Linked DNA regions of Gossypium hirsutum: all the other regions are linked to region 1. A link is a contact called in public Hi-C data. All regions are on one chromosome and are shown on one strand. The core of a region is the stretch at or near the end of the contact, and the rest is flanking DNA. Distances in the headings are between cores, read along the strand shown.

What was found. A called contact is a pair of places that touch in the nucleus more often than the background predicts.
Region 2: a Hi-C map of leaf shows a contact between it and region 1, with 4 times the contacts expected there. The contact joins the enhancer-like site here to the promoter of LOC121203633 in region 1. A contact is called at or near these places in 3 of 34 Hi-C or Micro-C datasets (all in leaf).
Region 3: a contact with region 1 is called in a Hi-C map of leaf, with 2.2 times the contacts expected there. The contact joins the enhancer-like site here to the promoter of LOC121203633 in region 1. A contact is called at or near these places in 4 of 34 Hi-C or Micro-C datasets (hypocotyl and leaf).

What each region holds. Positions count from the first base shown.
Region 1 is chrA04:22,256,524-22,260,735 of Gossypium_hirsutum_v2.1, forward strand. It overlaps LOC121203633, which reads left to right and starts at 2,391. Exons shown (of 6, transcript XM_041111364.1): 1 at 2,391-2,651; 2 at 2,749-2,799; 3 at 3,785-3,836; 4 at 3,911-3,969; 5 at 4,122-4,167. The coding sequence starts at 2,526.
Region 2 is chrA04:22,022,861-22,027,072 of Gossypium_hirsutum_v2.1, forward strand. No RefSeq gene overlaps it. Among protein-coding and RNA genes, the nearest start is that of LOC107942695, 140 kb to the left of the region's middle. Within about 2 kb of position 1,696, at least 4 of the 9 cell types and tissues checked have an H3K27ac peak or open chromatin away from gene starts, as enhancers often do. A contact at or near this core is called in leaf, where this site is marked.
Region 3 is chrA04:22,088,177-22,092,388 of Gossypium_hirsutum_v2.1, forward strand. No RefSeq gene overlaps it. Among protein-coding and RNA genes, the nearest start is that of LOC121203633, 170 kb to the right of the region's middle. Within about 2 kb of position 2,330, at least 7 of the 9 cell types and tissues checked have an H3K27ac peak or open chromatin away from gene starts, as enhancers often do. A contact at or near this core is called in leaf, where this site is marked.

The DNA of each region.
Region 1 (4,212 bases), core at 1,141-3,640:
TGATAGTATGGCGTAAAATTGAATTATTCATTGGAAAGTGATGGATGTAGATTCGGCCAAGACCAAGTCTGTACATGATAGTATATGTGGTATGTGAAGTATATTTGAATAAATGTGAAAGTGTATATATGTGATAAGACCTAATGGCCGATGTGATGAATGTGAAAGTGTATATATGTGATAAGGCCGAATGGCCAATGTGATGAATGTGAAAGTGTATATATATGTGATAAGGCCTAATGGCCGATGTGATGAATGTGAAAGTGTATATATGTGATAAGGCCTAATAGCCGATGTGATGAATGTGAAAGTGTATATATGTGATAAGGCCTAATGGCCGATGTGATGAATGTGAAAGTGTATATATGTGATAAGGCCTAATAGCCGATGGGATGAATGTGAAAGTGTATATATGTGATAAGGCCTAATGGCCGATGTGATGAATGTGAAAGTGTATATATGTGATAAGGCCTAATAGCCGATGCGATGAATGTGAAAGTGTATATATGTGATAAGGCCTAATGGCCGATGTGATGAATGTGAAAGTGTATATATGTGATAGGGCCGAGTGGCCAACGTGATGGATGTGAAAGTGTATAAATGTGATAAGTCCCGAAGGGCATTTATGTCAGTACTATATCCGGGTTAAAACCCCGCAGGCTTTATGCGAGAATATTATCACTGATTAATGTCCGTAGGCTTCGTGCTCGTACTATATCCGAGCTCTAAAGACCCGATGACTACGTGTGGAGATTTTGTCCAGGTAAGCCCCGAACTAAAGGTTTTGCTGAAGATTCAAGTAAAGCGTAAGATTATATAACTTCACAGTAACAATTGGTAATAAATACGTTCAACGCGTTAAGTTGGTCAGGTATGTATTTTGAGATTATATTTAAGTTTGATTTAGACTAAATCAAGAGGTCGTTATGTGATGCACATGTGAGTAAAGCAATAAGACTGTTCTATGATTATTGTGCATTTGGTCAATGTGGAAAGTCAAAAAAATATATATGTAATGTACCTATGATCATAAGAGGTCACTATCAAGTGAGAATTTATCTGCCTATTATATATGATGAGATGTGCATATTCGGTAAAGGGATGGTATGCCCGAAGGAAGAGTGAAATAAAAATACGAACAACTATGTTATAATTTGATTGTTATCTGTTGACACTGCTTAAAACTTACTAAGCATTATAATGCTTACTCCGTGTACTTTGTTTCCTCTGTTTTATAGATCTCATTTGGAAGCTACAGGTTCCGGGATCATCAGCAACTAGTCACACTATCACTATCCACTGTTTGGTACTGCTACGTTTTGGATTATCTTATGGCATGTATAGAATAGACTAGTAGTGAGAGGATATTTTGGTTAATGTATATAAGCTATGCGAAAATGGCATCTTTTGAATGTGTACTTATAGAAGTTTAAATTGTATCCCTAACTGTCTTTAGTACTTATCTAAAGGAATGTTCAAAAAAAAATAAAAAATTTACTGTTCTGATATGAGTTTCAAGACTGGTAATGCCCCTTTATCTATTCCGGCGACGGATACGGGATTGGGGTGTTACAATTAATGTGCATGTATAAGTTTTTTAGCTAATGTTTGGTTTGTCACTTTTTGCTGTGGCGATATGAAGCATGTGCATGATCATAAACATAGTCCAGCTTGGAGGATTTTTCATTTTCTGCTTAATATAATAGTTACTTCATTCATATGAAATCTTTATCTGTTTTCGCTGTGTAAAAATTCACTATTTTAACTCTTCTTTCTCCGTTTTTGAACTGCTTCATGTTACATAATTGTTGCCTGTTTAAAATTGGTTTTGATGTATATATATTAGTGTTGAACTGTGGGGTGGGTGGGTTTTTATATCATATTTTAAAGAGAAATAATTCATTTACTAAGTAATTTAATTTTTAATTTTTAAATAGAAGAGGTAAGTTAAAAAAAAATTATAAATTTGCTTAAACAAGATAAAAGAGGCAAGTTAATAATTTTTTTAAGTTTATAGTGTATTTGATATACTATATTTTTTTAAATTTATTTTGTGTAATAAAATATTTTTTTTAAAAAAAATAAGTCGAGTGAAGTTTAATTTGGGTTTAACATATATAATTTAAACTAAATTTAAAAATAAATTTATGTCATTTTTGAGTTAGACTGAGCCTATCAATCAGGCTTAACATTTTGGTCGGGCCTAACTCAGCCCATAAATGGATCTAATTGATGTTGATTCTTTTCTCTAGTACTTTCTCTAGTTTCTCCTCCAAAAATATATAGTAATTGAATAAATTTTTTTTCAAACTTCTAGCCCGATCCGATGACAAAGTAACTGGCCCAAGGAATCTAAATAAACACTTCTCTATGGAAAGAGGTTCGGCCCATATCTTGTCTTTAGATGCAACAAAAAGATCGAAAGAGTTCTGTTCTGTTGTGGGGTTCCTGAGTTTTGTGTTCGTTCGGAGAAATCAGATTGTGAGGAAAAAAGGAAAGAAAAGAGGTTTTGGGAGATTGGAAGAATGGGGACAAGAGAAGTATATGAGGAAAAGCTAAGGAATGGAAATCTGCACCACGATCCAACCATCAACCCTGGCTTAGGTTCCGCTCGTTGTCCTCGTTGCCTTTCTCTCTTACACCCTGATTCCGTAATCCCTTCATCTCTATTCTTCTTTTTTCTTTTTTTCTCAAGGTTTTAACTATTGAATTTTGTTTTTCTTTTATTAATTTGTAATTCTTTTGCAGGACAAAGCTGAATGGACAATTACTTCAGTTTTGGAGGATGCCACTGCAGTGGTCCGTTTCTTTTCTCCCTCTTTTGTTTTACTTGTTGGAAGAAACATAAATAATAACCCCCCAATGCTCTAATTTGTAGTTTAGGGCTACTTGCATGGTATAATTGGCCCTTTTGCTTACTAGAAGTTTCATGGTTTTTTTTATCTTCATCCTGGAAAGCTGTAAACTTTTAGATGAGTTTTCAAAACTATTATATCCTAGCTTAGACTAGTTACCAAGTTTTACCATGATTAACCTTTTATGTCTATTAGGAATATACAGTTTTACTGGCCTCAAATATATATATTCAATCTGGAGATTTCGTGTTTAAATCTTGAGGAGACAGATTTTGGGATTTGTGGGATGTGAGACTGCTACCTCCTCAAGGTGGAGCTCCAATGGTTTATTTTTCTTGGTAACAGAGAAAGAAAAAAAAGACAACTTTAGAATATGAATATATGTTTGTTGGATATATACATATAGTTGACACCCATTCCAATCCTTGTAACATAGGGTTTCTACTGTCAATGCAAGTAGAAACATGCCTTTTGAAGTTTGAAAAAAAAATTGTTTGCGTAACTGAATCATTAGATGCTATCTTCTGATATCATTATCAAATCAATGTATGTGATTTTGATATGTTCGAACACTTAAATAATGTTATTTGTACTGTTAAAGTATGTGCAGTAATTGAGAATTGTAGCACTAGCTCTTTTCAAGTTGTATGTTTCTCAGAGATAGTAAAAAACTACGGTTACTTTTAGTCTAGTCTATTAAGCTGCTTCTTGCTCTAATTCAGTGTGGAATCATTTGGCATTTAGATTCTTATGCCTTTCAAGAACAGCTCAGAGTATGGCAAGATCACCAAATTGAAATCTTGTCCAAAAAATTCACGTTTTGAATGAGATAGTATGGATCACAATCCTAAAGTTACCATAATTTTAAGTTAATGTGCCGAAAGATTGTTGATTATTACAACATTTGTTGCATTTTCTGTTTCAAATAGGCTGGCTCTGGTATCGGGGGAATGCTTAGTGCAGTACATGGCTTTAATACTGGTATTATTGGACTCCGTTTGTCTTCACTGACTTTTACTTTTGTGTGCACATCTCTTACGGTTTTTTATTTTCAGGGATCCCTTTCCTTCAGAATCACATCAAGGGACCTAAGTGGCTCCCTTTTGTAACTGGGGTATGCCATTTCTTTGTTCTAAATTGCATTTCCAATCCTTTCAATCTGCGACAAATCTCAAACATATTTTCCCCTTTTCATGGCTGGTAGAGAACTTTTATTTTTATCTTCTTAAAGCTCACTTAATTTAATTCTATGATCTTTTTTGACAGATTCCTCTGCTGTTAATGTTTTCTGGCGCCAGTGCAGCTTTTGGAGGTATAAGTTTGCTCTTTCACTCTAGTCGTAAAGTAGCTTATGTAG
Region 2 (4,212 bases), core at 446-2,945, 230 kb before region 1:
CTGAAAAACTCAGATTTTACGTCAGATTTTACGCCATGGGACTTGATTATCTTGCCATTTTTAAAACACCCTCAGCTTATAAAATACCGAACCATCTCCTTTCCTTCTTCATTTTATAGTAACACTATTGATTGATTCTGAAATCTGAAGGATGGCTAACCTTTCTTACAACATTGTCACTGTCCCCTTGTGTGTTTTCGTGGGTTAATTTAATTTTTTACCTTCAAATGCATGTTATGGTATTTAATATAATAACTGGTGTTGTAATATTGACCAAATTTATTGCAGTTGCATCGATGATGGGTGAAGAAATAGGACGAGAGATTTGCCATGATGTTCTAGCTGCCCCCGGTGATGGAAAGTGTGACCCTCAAAGTTGCAAACATAAGTGTGCTTCCAAATGGAATGGCGCCGGATTTTGTGTTCAATCTTATGCAAATCTTCATTCTTGTAATTGTTCTTGGCCTTGCGGCGGCAAGGAATGAAAACTTGCACAAGTTTTAATGCCCAAGTTTATCCACACCCAATTGTTTCCTTTTTTCTTTCTATTTTTATATGGTAAATAAAGCAATAATTTGCTCCTTAAATTGCCCAGCCTTGAAAAGACCTGAAAAGTGATAACCATACGCAGACATTTGTGCACTCATGTTTCATAGGCCGCTCAAAACATGGTTAAAATCGAAAAAGGTAATGCTGAATAATATGCCGAATCTGTAAATGGTTTCAACACTTTATAATTTGTCGAAATCTAACCTGAAAACAACAAAGATGGCAGAAGCTAACCACACCAGTATATGTGGGATAACAAATATTCTCTCTGCAGTCTCCCAGACCAGCACCAGCGGGTGTCTTGGAACATGCTTGGATCCATCTACTCTTTTGGATCCTTGCTTCATTCATCCCAAGTGCAGTCTTGACAGAGCCAAACTCAGCTGTTCAGATGAGAACGACCAAAGAAGCTTTTATCATTACCTAGTAAGAAAAAGGGAAGCTTATGTCTCAATTTCCCTCTTGGAAATTTTGATGGTCCAATTTCCGTATCCACCTTTTTGTTGTAACAAGATTTTTAACTTGTTTCCGTAACATTACAACTATGTTTTTGGGTTTGCGGTTTTGACCTTTAACGTGTTTAAATGTTGAGTTAGGCAACAAATATAGTTATTTAATGTAAAAAGGAACTAGATATTAGATTGATAAAGTCCAATTATCAGAAGGAACTTTGAAAAAAAATGTAGAGTGGAAATCTCCATGACTCTATCTAGCTAAGTTTAGGTCTTTTTAGATGAGCAGTGTATTTATTTGCGATTAGTGTAAAAATAACAGTAGCGATGAAATTAGATACTGTAGCAATATTGTGACATGAGACAAAAAAAATTAAACGCACTGCACTAGAGTAATCGTCCATCCAAAGGGACGTTAAATAAATGAGATAAGATTTTGAATTTAGAGGAGTTGGACAAAGGAATGTAACACTACTTTCTGAAGGGTCTGGCAAACAGATCCCTTGTTCGAGAGCGCACACCGTGACCAGCGGGCATTTTTTTTTTTACAGGTCTCTTAGCTTAGGTTTCCTTTTCTTGAAGAAGTAGCAGCTAGGGTTTCTTTTTCTTTCGGCTTTTTGGGCCATTTTTTCCGTTCTAGTTCTGTGTTTGGGCTTTTGTTCCTATTTTAGCTTATTATATACCAAAGGACAATTATTGTCGATCAGAGCCCAGAGGCCAAAGCTGGTCACGTTGTTTGAGACTATCTTGGCATCTAAGCCCATCCAATCTGGATTATTTCAGGTTTTATCATTTTAGATTCGTTACAAATTTAATTATGATTGATTTCTTTTGATTTTTTTATGTTATTTTTACTATTTATATTTAAGGTTTGTAATTATTTCTCTAAATAATTATATTTTTAAGATTTGAATTTATGTTTTTTTAGTACAACATACATTATCCCTATATCCAATATTTATTGATAAATATATTAAATATTTTTATAATGAAAATGAGTTGGATTAATATTTGAATTATATGATTGCTATCTGGGGTTTGCCTCAAGAGAGCAACATATTGCCAAAACGTGATAATGTTAGAAGGCAAAATATTAATATAAGTCTCGCTTATTGGGCAATTTTTGTAACGTGGGAGCTTGCCATGATATTTGATTCTTTTCAAAATCGTAAATTCTGTAATTTTATATGGTTTTTGGTTTGTGGTTTTTTGAAATGTGATTATTGGGAAAGTTATTTTGTAATATTTGATATACATTAAAAAATATTGATTAAAATCTTTAAAAAGTTGCATTATTACATTTAATTCATTAAATAATTTCTTAAGAATGTAATAATATTTTATAAATTTACCATTATTAAATAAAAATAATATTTATGTATTTAATATTTCACAATATATTTTATGTGCAACATTTGGTATTCATTGTATTTTTTAAATGTAATAATACATATATAAAATTTGTTTTAGAATGAATACTCTAATGCAATTGAGATTTCAATGATATATCCAAAGGAAAAAAAGGAAAAAAATAAAAAATATATATAATATGTAAACAATATACCATGTACGTGATTAAATATACATACTAAAAATAAAATTAGAAAAAGAATTTACTTTTGAAGAATCAGTTGAAATAATAAGAGAGTTGATAGTGGAAATAAGGTAATTGTATCTTTCTTCTTTTTTTCTTTTTTTACGTTTAATAGATTAATACCCTCTTTAATATATTTTTAGCTTTTCAATCTATATAGGAAAGTAACTTTTCATATTTTATCATGGGAGTCATTACCATATTTATGGAAAAGTAATTCTCAAGCAGAAGTTAAGTTTCAAAGAAATAATTTTTTAATATACTGAATGTTTCAATTGATTAAATTTTTAAAAAAATTATTACTTTCAATAATGCTAAACGCTATTTTAAGATTTTGTTTCTCCAACAACATATAATTTTTGAAAAAAATTCATAAAAACAATAAATAAGAACAAATAAATAATAATAGAAACATAAATAACAAAATTAAATGGATTGAATGAGTTTTACAGCTTTCTTTTGCCGTTATATGGTACTAGTGGAACCGCTAATTGAATTGAGTAAGTTCAGTTTTGATGGCTATGGGTGTGGATGTAATTTTGCTCATGTTGTGGCAGAGTTATCATATATTAACATTGACTCCAATGGTCCAGATTTAAGCCTTGTGTAACTCATTCCCTTCTCTTAAACTTGTAATTGCAATATATATAATTGTGATTAATTGCAATAAAAAGAATTTAAAATACAAAATAATAATTATAACATCGTAATCACCATTTATATCTTTCAGAAAGGTTTAAAACGTTTATGGTAATTAAACTATATCAATTTTCTCAAAATTATATTTAAATTATATCTTTTTTTCTTAAATTGGTATCTAAATTATTTTTTGTCACAAGTGATATCTAAATTATACTTTGTTATCTAAAGTGATACATAAATTATATCTCGTTACCTTAATTACCCCTGACCATTAAAGAAATCTCTTAGCAAATCATTTTGTGATACGCGACATCTTTAACTAAAAAATCAAACAAAGTTAATTATTATTTCCTCAAATTTTTTTTAAAATTATAAACATATTTTTCTCTTTTCTTTTTCACCCAAGAACTTCGGTAACGAAACATCACAAATCTGTTGAAAAATTTATCCAAACGCAATTTTCGACGATAAAATCCATATTTTGACAAGCTACTTTTCCATTCTTAAATCGACTTCTTTCTTATCCAAATTCAAGATCTATGCATTGTTTTTCTTTAAAATAACTTTCTCCTTTCTTTTCTATATACTTTGCATAATATATTTAATTTCGAGTGAACCTCTATAATAAAAAATATACAAAAAAAGGAAAAAAAAAGCATGAAATCTAAATATGGAGAAGATGTAGAAAAAATTATAAGAGGATTGCAAATAAAAATTATCAAAAAATTTTAAAAATGCATTAAATAAGAAGAAAGGATCTTGGGGAGGGAGAATATAAAAATTAGAAAAAAGTTTTAATTTAATTAATTTTTAATTTAAAAATGCAACATATCACAAATGATTGGTTAAAATATTTTTTAATGGCTAGAATAATTTAATTAACAAAATGAAAATATAAAAAAAATATTTGTTACTTGTTTTTCGCAATAAAAACATGAGCAAATAAGTATTAGTAATTAAATTAAAGAATAATTA
Region 3 (4,212 bases), core at 1,080-3,579, 170 kb before region 1:
GAGAGTAAAAAGAGCGAGGAATGGGCTGAAAACGGAGAAAATGGACCCATATGGGAAATCAACACAGCCTGAACTTCCTCACACGGGCGTGTCACACGGCCGTGTCTCTTTGGCAGGATCGAAGCACGACTTACATGGGTAGACTACACGCACGTTCCTATTCAACAGCCTTGACCATGGGCTGGAGTAATAGCACATGGGCGTGTCACACGGGCGTGTCCCTACCGAGAACAAGTATAACCCTATTTGGAAAAGGCCAATTTGGAGGGGTTTTGGGCATTCTAAAGCCTATTTAAACACCTGAGGAGGCACTTAGGAAGGAGAGATGCAGAGTAGGAGGCAAGGAATTACTTAAGGGAAGCCGATTGGTCCATCTCAGAAGCCGGATTCATCATTAAGACTGAAGATCTCCCTTCAATTTCCATTCAGGGGTTTTGGGTTTTCTTTATGTTTTGTATTCATTATTCTTCTGAGATGTTTTCTTCAATAATTATGAACTAAACCCCCTAAATACCTAAGGGGAATGAAACCTAGGATGAATCTTGTTATTATTATCTGAATTGTATGATAAATGTTTGACTTATTCTTAATTATGTGTTCTTAATTCTTGTTTTAATATTCCAGGATATTGATTCGAGTTAATGCTCTTATTCAGAGGAGGAATAGACCCTGTCTAAGAGTAAATTTGTCATAATTAAGCGGAGTTGATTCCATGCCTAGAGATAGGGTGATAAGATTTTGCCAAATTAGGGTGAAACCTAGTAAGGGGATCCATAGATCAAGTTAATGCAACACTACGTGTTAATTAGGAAGAGATTTCAATTAATCAACCTAGGGTTAGACGTTATTAGTCTTGAGAGAGATAATAATATATCTTAGGTATTTCTACGGATCAAGTCAAATGAATAAATCATCTGATTCAAAGTCAAATAACAAGTGAAGTCTAGGTGGATTTTTCCTTAGTTATTGTCCTAATCAATCGAATTTTCCTAAAAGCTTTTCCCCAATTTCTCTCTATGCACTCTTAGTTTAGTTAATTAATTTAGATAAATAAATCCCTTAATTTTTAGGCTAGATAATAAAAAGAAAGTAATTACTAGTACTCTTGGTTCCTTTGGGTTCGATAATCCGGTCTTGCTAAAGCTATACTACTATTCGATAGGTACACTTGTCTTCATCGTGATAATAGTTAGTTTCAAGAATGCTTAAGTATAAATTTTTAAAACCTGTCGCGAATATCATGTGTCAAGGATTGCTAGTAACTATTTGCCTACTTTCGGTAACCTTCATTATAGATGCTTGATGGGATCAACTACTTGTCAAAGATGTCAACATAGAGGGGAAACACGGAAGCATATATTGAGGGAGTGTCCTTCAGCAAAAGAGACACGGGAAAGCTTAAGGGTTTTTTCGCCTAACACAAAAGCAAGTACAGATTTCAATGAGTGGTTTAAAAAATTGTTCCAATCCTATTCATTGGCTAAGTGTAGGTTGATAGCATGCACTATGTGGGCTTTATGGACATCAAGAAACAGATTCATTCATGAAGGAGTTTCTACTTCTGGTTCTCAAAATGCAGATTATGTTAAAAACTCCCGAAAAGAACTTGATGGAGTGAAAACGGACTTACCAGCGAGGCCGATTCTTACTGACAGATGGGTTGCTCCGACTGGACCGAGGGTAAAAATCAATTTTGGCGCTACTTTTAACAAACAGAGGAATGGGTCATGTTTTGGAATGGTAGTAAGAAATGAAAAAGGAGATGTGATTTGCTCTAAAATAGTGTTTTATTCAAGTTTACCTTCTGTTTTTACTGCAGAAGCGTTGGCGGGTTTCTGGGCGATTCATCTCGGTTTATTCCTTCAGTTAAGAGAGGTTGAAATTGAAGGGGACTCTCGTTCAGTCATCTGCAAATTGCAAGAGCAAAAGGATGATAGATTAGAGATCGCAGGTATTATAAAAGACTCTAAAAAACTGAGCTATGGTTTTGTCTTTTGTATTTTTCATTTTACCCATCGCGAATCAAACCAAGTTGCTCACTTTATTACTATCGAGGGTCTTAAGAAAAGAGAAAACTCTTATCTGGCGAATATGGTCTTTTCTGGCGCGGAGGATGCGATGCTTGCTGATCGGAGGGGACTGGAGTTCAGGTGAAAATGAAGAGCTGCTTGTGTGGTGATTTTGGATTTGGAAAATGAAGGGTTAAGGGTTGTGCTGTTTTTTTTCCTTTTTTCTTCGGCGATTTTGATTGATGTTGATGCTTATTCAGGGCAAGTAATGATGAAGCAACGTTTTCCAATAAATTTTGTTGTTTTTGATGTGGGATTCCAATTTGGATAATAACAGGATGGAAATATCTGGAGTCCCCCCACCTGTTGAGCTAGATCTTTTGCTGATGGGCTGCTATGTATTGTTCTTTTGTTTTGTTTTTTATGTTTTGATTTTGGGCTTGGTTTCCTTGAACAGCCTTTTGTTTTTGTTTTTCCATTTTGTTCTGTTTTTGGGGCTTCTCTTATAAAATGATCTAGATGTTCTCTTTCAAAAAAAAAAAGACTTCAACAAAAGAAATCTTTCCAAAATTGTTTTCCTTGTTAGAGAATTTTACCACTCATCCAATAAACATGTTAAATTAAGCATTTATTATCGTTTCAAAAAAATAATTGTTTTGATATAACAAAGACTATTTTTACTCATAACCTCTATTTAAATTTTAAATCGGAAAAAAAAAACGTATTTAAATATGTTCATATTTACATATTTTTAATTACTACATTAGCAATGATGTCAACTGAACTAATGTAAGAATTATTTTGTTACAATGGCATTGAAGAATTTTCATTTTTATTTCTACCGCAATATTCACACCATTTATTCAATTGGTATCTACATTGTTGTTAATGCAGGAGGTCGTAGATTTGAGTGCGTTAAAGCTAGACCTGCTCATAGGTCAGGCTACCCGACCATGCTCGAAGGCCAGCCCGAAATGTGGGAGGGTATGGGCAAAAATATAGTCCCGAAAAATAGGTTTGGACAAAAAAATAAGGCCCGTTTAAAAAATGGGCTAGGCCTCGGGTAGGGTATTTTTGGGCTGGGCCCAGCCTGAATTCACTAAATGACAAAAAAATCTGATATTTTTTTTTTGTTTTTGAATGTTATTTTCTGTTTGATTTCTCCCTATTTTGCTACCATATTACTATTAGTTACTACTATTTTATTGTTATTGTTTGGATATTGTATAAAATTTATTTTATTATTAATTTTGTTATTATTTTAAAGGCATTTGTTAATTTTGTTATTATTTTAGAAGTATTTGCTTGTTAAGTTGCATCTATCTTAGTGCTATTTAAGTCTACATATTTTTTAAAATTTATTTTCAATTTGTTGGAAAATATTTATTTTAAAATTTTTTGGTATTTTTAGTATTATATATATTTAAAAATTATATAAAATAATATAAAAATAAATACAGGCGGGCCGAGCCGGGCCTAGTTGTAGTATTTTTATTTGGGTCGGGCTTGAACAAAATTTTAGGCCCATTTTTTGGGCCCAACCCGGCCCGAGCCCAATGAATGAGCCTAAATTTTTAGTTGAGCCCGGCCCGAACTCGGCCCGACCTGGCCCATGAGCACCTCTAATTGAAGCACATTATCTTCCTATTTAAGAGTTAAGGAAGTATCATGAATAATTATATACGTAAAACTTTACCAAGGATTCCAAAAAGGCTTTTCTACCTTGAGCTCTAGTGATGATGGAGATATGTATTTACCGAAAACCTCGGAATCGGATCGATAATCGGTGATGACAAGTGTTGAGAATAAGGTGACGATGGTGAAGTTTTTCAGCATTAAGTCGACCATTGTTGATTGGAACATTCGCAGGCTCAAAGAGTTCAAAATCTAAATGGTTTTTTTAAGACTTCAAATAAACCTAATTTTGTTCAAATTATATAATACAAAAATCACCAGCCACTGAGATTCAATGTGTCAGTTTTTTGCTGTTCTTCATTTACCTTTTATTTCTCAATATATAGATTCTGTTTAATTATTTTTCCATTTCGATAACAAATGAAAATAAACAAAAAGGAAAGCAATTTAAGTTCAATTTTAAGACAGATCTCCCAGAAATCTTTCTTCTTTTGGCTGTTTTAATAGAACATCCACTATTTAAAATGTTATAATGATGTTGCAAAAATATTTTGATTATCAGTTTCTT